Linked DNA regions of Larimichthys crocea: region 1 is linked to region 2. A link is a contact called in public Hi-C data. All regions are on one chromosome and are shown on one strand. The core of a region is the stretch at or near the end of the contact, and the rest is flanking DNA. Distances in the headings are between cores, read along the strand shown.

Evidence for each region. Hi-C and Micro-C count contacts between places; a contact is called where the count stands out from the background.
Region 1: a contact with region 2 is called in a Hi-C map of muscle, with 3 times the contacts expected there. The contact joins the promoter of LOC104918179 here to the promoter of mmp16a in region 2. A contact is called at or near these places in 2 of 7 Hi-C or Micro-C datasets (both in muscle).

What each region holds. Positions count from the first base shown.
Region 1 is chrXXIII:15,618,349-15,622,233 of L_crocea_2.0, reverse strand. LOC104918179 (cyclic nucleotide-gated cation channel beta-3-like) reads right to left here and starts at 1,573. Exons shown (of 19, transcript XM_027274420.1): 1 at 1,451-1,573; 2 at 822-876; 3 at 694-758. The coding sequence starts at 1,573.
Region 2 is chrXXIII:15,444,942-15,448,558 of L_crocea_2.0, reverse strand. mmp16a (matrix metallopeptidase 16a (membrane-inserted)) reads right to left here and starts at 1,638. Exons shown (of 11, transcript XM_019274849.2): 1 at 1,083-1,638. The coding sequence starts at 1,208.

The DNA of each region.
Region 1 (3,885 bases), core at 324-2,823, 170 kb before region 2:
ACTTTGTAACTCTACATTTGAAGTTGTCTTACAAACAGTGTCCTATATTGTTAAAAAGGGAACTATTTGGCATTTTTTAAGTTCAAGAGTAAAGTTCTTGGGTTTAAAAGTTCCTTGAAGAACAGTGCCCACCAAATGATTCTATGTAGCTCATGTGGCTATAAAATATGAATAACTTTAAAAGGAATTATAATATGGTAATGTTCAAGAATCTATCTGAGCTGCATTGTTTAAATAAAATACAAAGTGTGTATAGACTGAACAGAAGTTATGACTGTGATTCATAATGTCCATAAGACCATTGATGTTACAACTGGAGGATAGTTCAGGAGTTTTCTGAGGGTATAATCAGCTGCACTGGGGGACAGGACCTAAACGAATGACTTACCCATTGAGTTTGCTGCAGGACAGGTGTCTGAACAAAGAGCCCCACAATCAACAAGCTGCTGAAATTCAATTTATCTTATAGACCTCAGACTGCAGGGACAATTAAGTTTGGACCAAGACAATAAGGTGAGGACGAGCTGACCAGGGCTGAAATGTTCATATTGATAAGCTGTCAACAAATGACACAAGTCAATGTGTGCCATTTGTGTGCCTCTTTGTTGACGTAATGATATGATTTTCTTCTTTATCAATATCTCCACACACAAAGCTGATTACAGCCTTTTTAAAGCTCCACGTGAAACTTACAACGTATTCCTGAACTCCCCGTAAGACCCCGAACAGCCTGGGATACTGTTTTAACGTCAGCCTGTCTGACACGACGCAGAACAAAAAAGGACATCCAGTAATTTAGTAACAAGTGAGTGATGGCTTACCCTGCGGTTTGTCCGCTGTCTTGGCCTCATTCTCCTTATCGGCTGGCTTCTCATCCTACACCACAAATCAACATTTCACAAAGTCAGATGCTCTGCTTCATTAGTCAAACCATGGTCATTAGAGAGACATTTTAATTTAGAGAGCTTTTTTTGTGTGAACAGAACAGTGAATTTAGCCTTTGACAAATGACTTGTTTGCCTTTTAAAAAACAGACTGCATTTGAGATGAATAGAATTCAAAAGTGCCTGTTGGGTAATGAGTGATTTCAATAAAGTCCGTGTAATGAAACAATTTCATTTGATTCTTTGTTGGCAGGAGTACTGAGCAAATTGAATGGATGGGGGAGCCGATAAGAAGCCGCTGCTGTGATCCCAGGAGAAACAAATGTAACCAAACTTGCTGTATCACAGGCTGGATGGGATATATAATTGTTTCTGTGGTCATGCTTGATTTGGGACTTGGATTCTGCTGTTACTGGCACGTGTTGAACAATATGAAGCTATTGAAAGCTTGTAAGAGCATGACAGGAAAATCTAATACCCTTTAGGACATTAGATAGATAGTAATAACAATATTTTACAGCTGTGAATATACAACACACTGTTTTCTAGCTTCAAACAAGTCTTACCTTAGCAGGAGCTGGACCAGGAGCTGGACCAGGAGCAGGAGCTGGATCAGTGGTTGCGCTGGTGGTCCCAGAAGTAGCTGGCATCTGTGGGCCACTCAAGAGGCCCTTAAACTTGCCAAACATGTCTAGAAACCTAAAGGTGCTAAAGGCTGCTTTGCCGTCTACAGCTTACTATGTAGTGACTCCTAAGGAGCTGAAAGGTCCCCCTGCTATGACTGCTTTTAGCAGCACTAATACCCTTGCACAAAGAAAAGCCCCCACCATTATTAGTAACCTCTAAGTCCATGACCATCTCATATAAGATCTCGAGAGGCTTATAGGTGACCACTAAAGCTGGACTAAAATAATCATGGATACATAATACATGTGTGTGAATACACACTGACTACTTTAACCTTCTGGAGTATGAGCAACTGTTTTTTGCTTTTGCTGTGTTACACATGACAAATAAATCTGAAACTTGAACTTATAGTTATAGCGCTTGTAGTCAGTAAAAAGGTTTCCACTATACTTATGTCGGGACCATTGCTCAACCCACATCTTGTTGAATATATGACGCCACATACAAGATTGTTTAATTATAGTGAAATAAACAAACAAAAAATAAATTAGTTTCACGTTGTATTCCAAAATGTAGTTAAGTACCCTGGCTGGTCTTCTTAATTTAGTAATTTTTATTAAAGCCTTGAGACCTAGCAAAATTTTTCAGGGCTTTCTTCGACATTTAACTAAAGGATGAAACTTTGCAATCCTCTTCTTTCCCACCTATTTTAGCACACTGGTATTGGTGAATCTAAGTCCTATTGGACTTAATTCAATAACAATTTTCTTTTGTCACGAAAGTGGTGTTACCGACAACAATTTTCCTCAGCTCTAGAAACAGCTGTCCTTGGAGGAACTTGTCAATATTTAACAATAAAAGCACATTCCCTCTTAGAGGTCAAATATGATTGACTGACAAAACGTATCTTTATTAAGTTGTATTAATAATCGATACAATTTTCTTATAGACACATTTATATTTTACGGCAAATCATTTTTAAAAAATATAAGATATGGCTCCCCACTGTGTGAAACCATCCAAACTAGTCGTGCCATCCGCATGGCCTTGCACATACATCTTGTGCACATGCTTGTGGCACAAGATACAAACTGAATAGGGGCCCACTCCTTGACTACATACGATTATGTACGCTATATAAAAAGCTCTGCAAGGTGACTCCATGTTCAGCTAGATCTGAAAAGTTGTCATACATGTTTTCTCTTTGTAGTAATGTACTAGTACATATCAGTAATTCACACTACGTAGACTCCACATTATGAACACATTAAGGTGACATAATCAGCATGATACACATAGGGGGAGGCTGTAAGCATGGTTATTTACGCTCATAAATCTCTCCATTGTCATTTTCATTATCTTTGCATATTTTGCTGTTTTCATTTAGCCCTTATCTCAGTTAGACACTCATGCGCTCGCTTGTCGTTAAGAATAAAATTGCACCACTATCGCCCACCCACACAGCCCATATTCTGCTGTTCCATGCCTCTTGTCACGCTGGGGAACGACCAACGAAATGCCACAGTGATGATGCAGACGGGGCCTGACTCAGCTGTGGGCTTCGTGTAATGTATCTCCGAGTGTTCTCAAGGACCATTGACTTGTCTGGGGCAGAAGAGAGGAGAGGATGAGTGGAGGAGGAAGCAGTGGCGATGCACTTTTTCAAGCCTCTCCATCTTTCCGCTGTCCGGCGATGCAGGGAGATAGGTCATTAGATCCTCTCCATCTCTTCCATTAATCTAATTAGGCCTTTGGGGTTGGGCCTAGCCCCTGACATTGCTGTGAAAGAGCTCGATAAAAAAAAAAGAGCAAAGTTTGTGCACTGTGCACTCAGGGAAAAAAGAAGAAGAAGAAGAAGAAGAAGAAAATCCTTCAATGTACTTGTTTTCTGTATGTTGTCCAAACATGGTACATGAATCATGCAAAATAGAAAAAAAAGTGATTAAAAGGAGATGAATGACTGCAATTGCAATCATACTAGATTGAATCCTGATCTTTCTCCTGCTCACACACACACAGTCTCCACACTGCCCTGTCCTCAGGATGTAGACAACATCTCAGTTTCACCTGTCAGTCAGTGGCAGAATGACAACACACCTTGACAGTGGAACAGCCGGAGGTAAATTTATAGCACAAAGTGGAGGAGGCTGAATTCTCTGGTGGCCAGTGACTTATGACTCACCACTCTAATTGGTGTAATACAGAGCCACTCTCAACCAGGGGTCTGGAAATTATAAGAAGGCCTAACCAAGGGAGGACAATTCATAGAGTAATCATAGTGGCAAATGTCAGAATGATTATTACCTTAACATTGCCATAAAAATCTAGCATTGTTCAGTTACTATGGCAGCGATTTGTTCCCCAAAAAAAAAAA
Region 2 (3,617 bases), core at 389-2,888:
TGTCTCTGTGATGTGTGTGTGCAGCCAAGTGTGAGAGACAGCGAGAGGGGTTGCGGTGTAACACTTTGATAGTCTTATGCATTCAACTTTGGCTAAACAGCACTGGAAATAACAGAGGATGTAAAAAAAATAATAAATAAATAAAAAAAGAAGACACATGCGCCCTTTGATAAAAACCCAAATGTGTCTCTTTAACATGAGTGCTCGCTCTGCAGAATCTTAAAAGAAAGAAAAAGGTAAAAAAAAGAGTAAACACTGATTCTTTTTAGGGGCTGATTGAGTGTTAAAGTTTATTGGCGTAACACTTGTAGCCTGAGGGCTTTTAACAATCCATTAAGTTGGGATATCAGATCGGAATAAAAGCTCCATTTGAAAAGAAACCTTTTTTTTTTTCCCCTCCCCTGTTAAAATCTCATCTAGCTGCTCACATTGTTGTCTGTGAACCCATGAGATCTCTTTCTGGAGAATTAAGCCTCTGAGCATGTGGTGCTTTTTGTTGTAATGGCACATGTGATATTATCTGAACACTCTCAAGTGGAGGTTCTCGTGTTCTGTCTTAAAAACGAAAAAGTTCTGGCTGTGGGACCCATTCTGAATATTCGCTCCATTGACTGAAGATTTTTGTTGACTCAGTATTGAATTACATGGGTATGTAGAGTTTATATAGGAAGATAACATGACTTAAACTAGTCATGTTGCCTTCACTGTCCATTGGGGACATTTCAAATCATATTAAAGTGAAAAAAGGCAACTTTTCTTTTTTAATATTAGCCCGCTTTGAGAACATAAACAAACCCAGATATGAAATATGATCATGTGGAGGTGCATATTTCATCCAAATGATCAAAAATTCAAATTCAAAAGTGGAGAAAAAGGATGGAACAACCCAGCTGGGCATCTCACAAAGACCCCGTTGTTAGTCAAACATCAACACAGACTAAAACATGGGCAACAATGTGCCTTAAATACATTATTCTCTGGAAAGAAGATATAAATAATGCATGTTAACAGGAGGGGAAAGCACGTTTTCTTTTCCTTTATTTGAATGGTGTCATGTCAACAACAACAGTCCCGGTTCTTACCTCCACACTGAACGGCTGCTCCTCTCCGTTCACGGCACATAAAATCCACAGCAACAACTGCAAGCATAACGTCCCCATACAGCAGCTATTAAGACATCTCCTACTGCGGACCGCCAATAAAACCATAGTGGACCCCGCTGTTGTGTTGTCGCTTATTGTCTCGGAGCACTTTTATTTACAGTCGGTACAAACAAACGCACAACGGGGGCGGGGGGGTGTAAATCCTAGACGTTTAGCAGCAACATAGCTGATGTGTCGGTGTCTCTGTTGCGGTGCCGAAAGCAGAGGAGCGGAGAGGGGAAGAAGGGGAGGGAGAGTCGGGAGCGGATACGTCGACCGCTCCGCCGCTGCTGCTGCTGCTGCTGCTTTCGCCGCGGTTACAGGAGGAGGTTATCCCCGGGGAAAAAGTCGCTGTTAACGCCTGTCAGCAGCCTCCCGGTCCTGCAGTCCCCGGGTGAGTCCTCCGGTACACCGGCCGTTGTTCCAAGCGGACGCGTCCAGCTCGTTTTCTGCACCGCGCGGCATAGCTGCCCGTTTTCAATCGTGTTTCCCACCGAATGCGCATGCGCGGACTGGCACGAGCGCCCCCCCCTATCCCACTCCTGATCCAAATCCTGAAAAAAAAAAACATCCAGTTTTTGTTTGACATGTTTTTCACATGGATGCTGCTTATTCTTCTTTTAGTACATTATAGCTTATTTATTCATGTAAATTAACACATTATAGCTTATTTATTAATAAATAAACACATTATAGCTTATTTATTCATGTAAATGAACACATTATAGCTTATTTATTCATGTAAATAAACACATTATAGCTTATTTATTCATGTAAATAAACACAAAAATAACAATCACATTATATGATTTTACCTTTGTAAGGCAGGTCCAGTGTTAGTTTGCCATTGAATATAAACACATCATCTGATTATAACTTTGGGAAGAAAAGCAGAGTGTAGCTCACGCTCACTTTATGCCATAATTTAAACCTTGGAGTGCAGGTAAATGTTTCAGAAAAGTGCTGAATCTGCCTTATTCTAGGTATTTTTTATGAACTAAACATTGGTGAAATGTTTGAAAATGACGTTAATAACAGCCTAAATCATCATTTTCCTGACATAAACGTTTCAGTGTTCAGAACAAGAACAAGAAAAATGTACATCTTTATATTTCTGTGTGATTTTTTTATATTTATATATTTATATCTACAAACATAAACTGCATGTTGAATCACTGTATTTCTGTCTGTGTGTGGGTTTTATCTACTGTATTCTATAAATCCACTAGAGGGCGATGATGAGGCTCAGAGGTTATTTCAAATTCCCACAACCCCTCAGTGTGAGTGAGTCCTCCACGGTACCCAGAAGTCTCTTGTGTGTCTCAGCACTGTTTCCAGTAGGTGACGATGATGCCATTGATTGTCAATGCAGTTCCTGTAGAGTAGCTGATGCATTCAAGCTTTCAAGATCCTGCTTTTACAGGCAAACCCTTCATCATGGTCGCATCATCTTTACATGTATAAATACTCTTGCGATTGTATGCTTCATTAAGTGACATTAAAATATGTGATGTAAGTGCTGTTGCCTGGTAAAAAGAACAAGAAGACATAATACACAAACATAGATGTATGCGAAAGCCTCTCTCTAATCTCCTCTGGTAATCGAGAAGGGTCATATCTAATGAGCCAGATCAATGACTTAGACTAACTCAAAAGGAGTGGTTGTGTGTAAAACTGTGTGTGTGTGTGTGTGTGCCACAGGAAAGTTAGGTGAGCCGCACCATTAGCCCATTGATGAGGTTTCAATTTGCACATACACCTCAGCGACTTCCTCTGAGGAATTCTCACCGATCACACTAAATGGAAAAACTCCATTTAAAGTTTTGAAAAACATCAGCAGCAAGAATACGAGTGTGTAGCACAGTTTGACCTCTGTGTGACACAGGAGTCTTGAGTTTCTATGGGACACACTGTCATACTGCAATGATAAAAGCAAACATTTTCATGCCCACTGCAGATCATAACAGCACTACTAATAATACACATGCAAATTCATTGTACAAATCAATACAGTACACGTTGTCTGACACTCTGAGGCTGACATGCGAGTCCATCACGACTTGCAAAGGATATAGGATGCGGTGTGCTCTGAGATCTGCTGACTCACACAGTCATTAGTTCACACTGTGAGTATCAAGGCAGATTGCAGACTTATGAATTGTTCATTTACTATTTGAACAGCTGAGCCCCTTTAAGAACTGCAGTGATTTATGAAAGGCAAGAAGTGACACTAAAAAAAGACACTAAATTCACCTTGGGATTCCCCAGTAGATCGTGATTTAAGTTTATGGGACAAGATCTCATTTGTTCTCAGATGAGATCATGCTAATGTCCTCCTCTCATTCAATGGTGTGTGTGAAAGTATAAATGGCTTGGAAACCAGTAAAATTTCTCTGTAGACATTCGATTAATTTCTGCATTCAGCCTGGAAACTTTAGACATCTGTACACTGTTGCTTGTTAACACAAAGCGTGG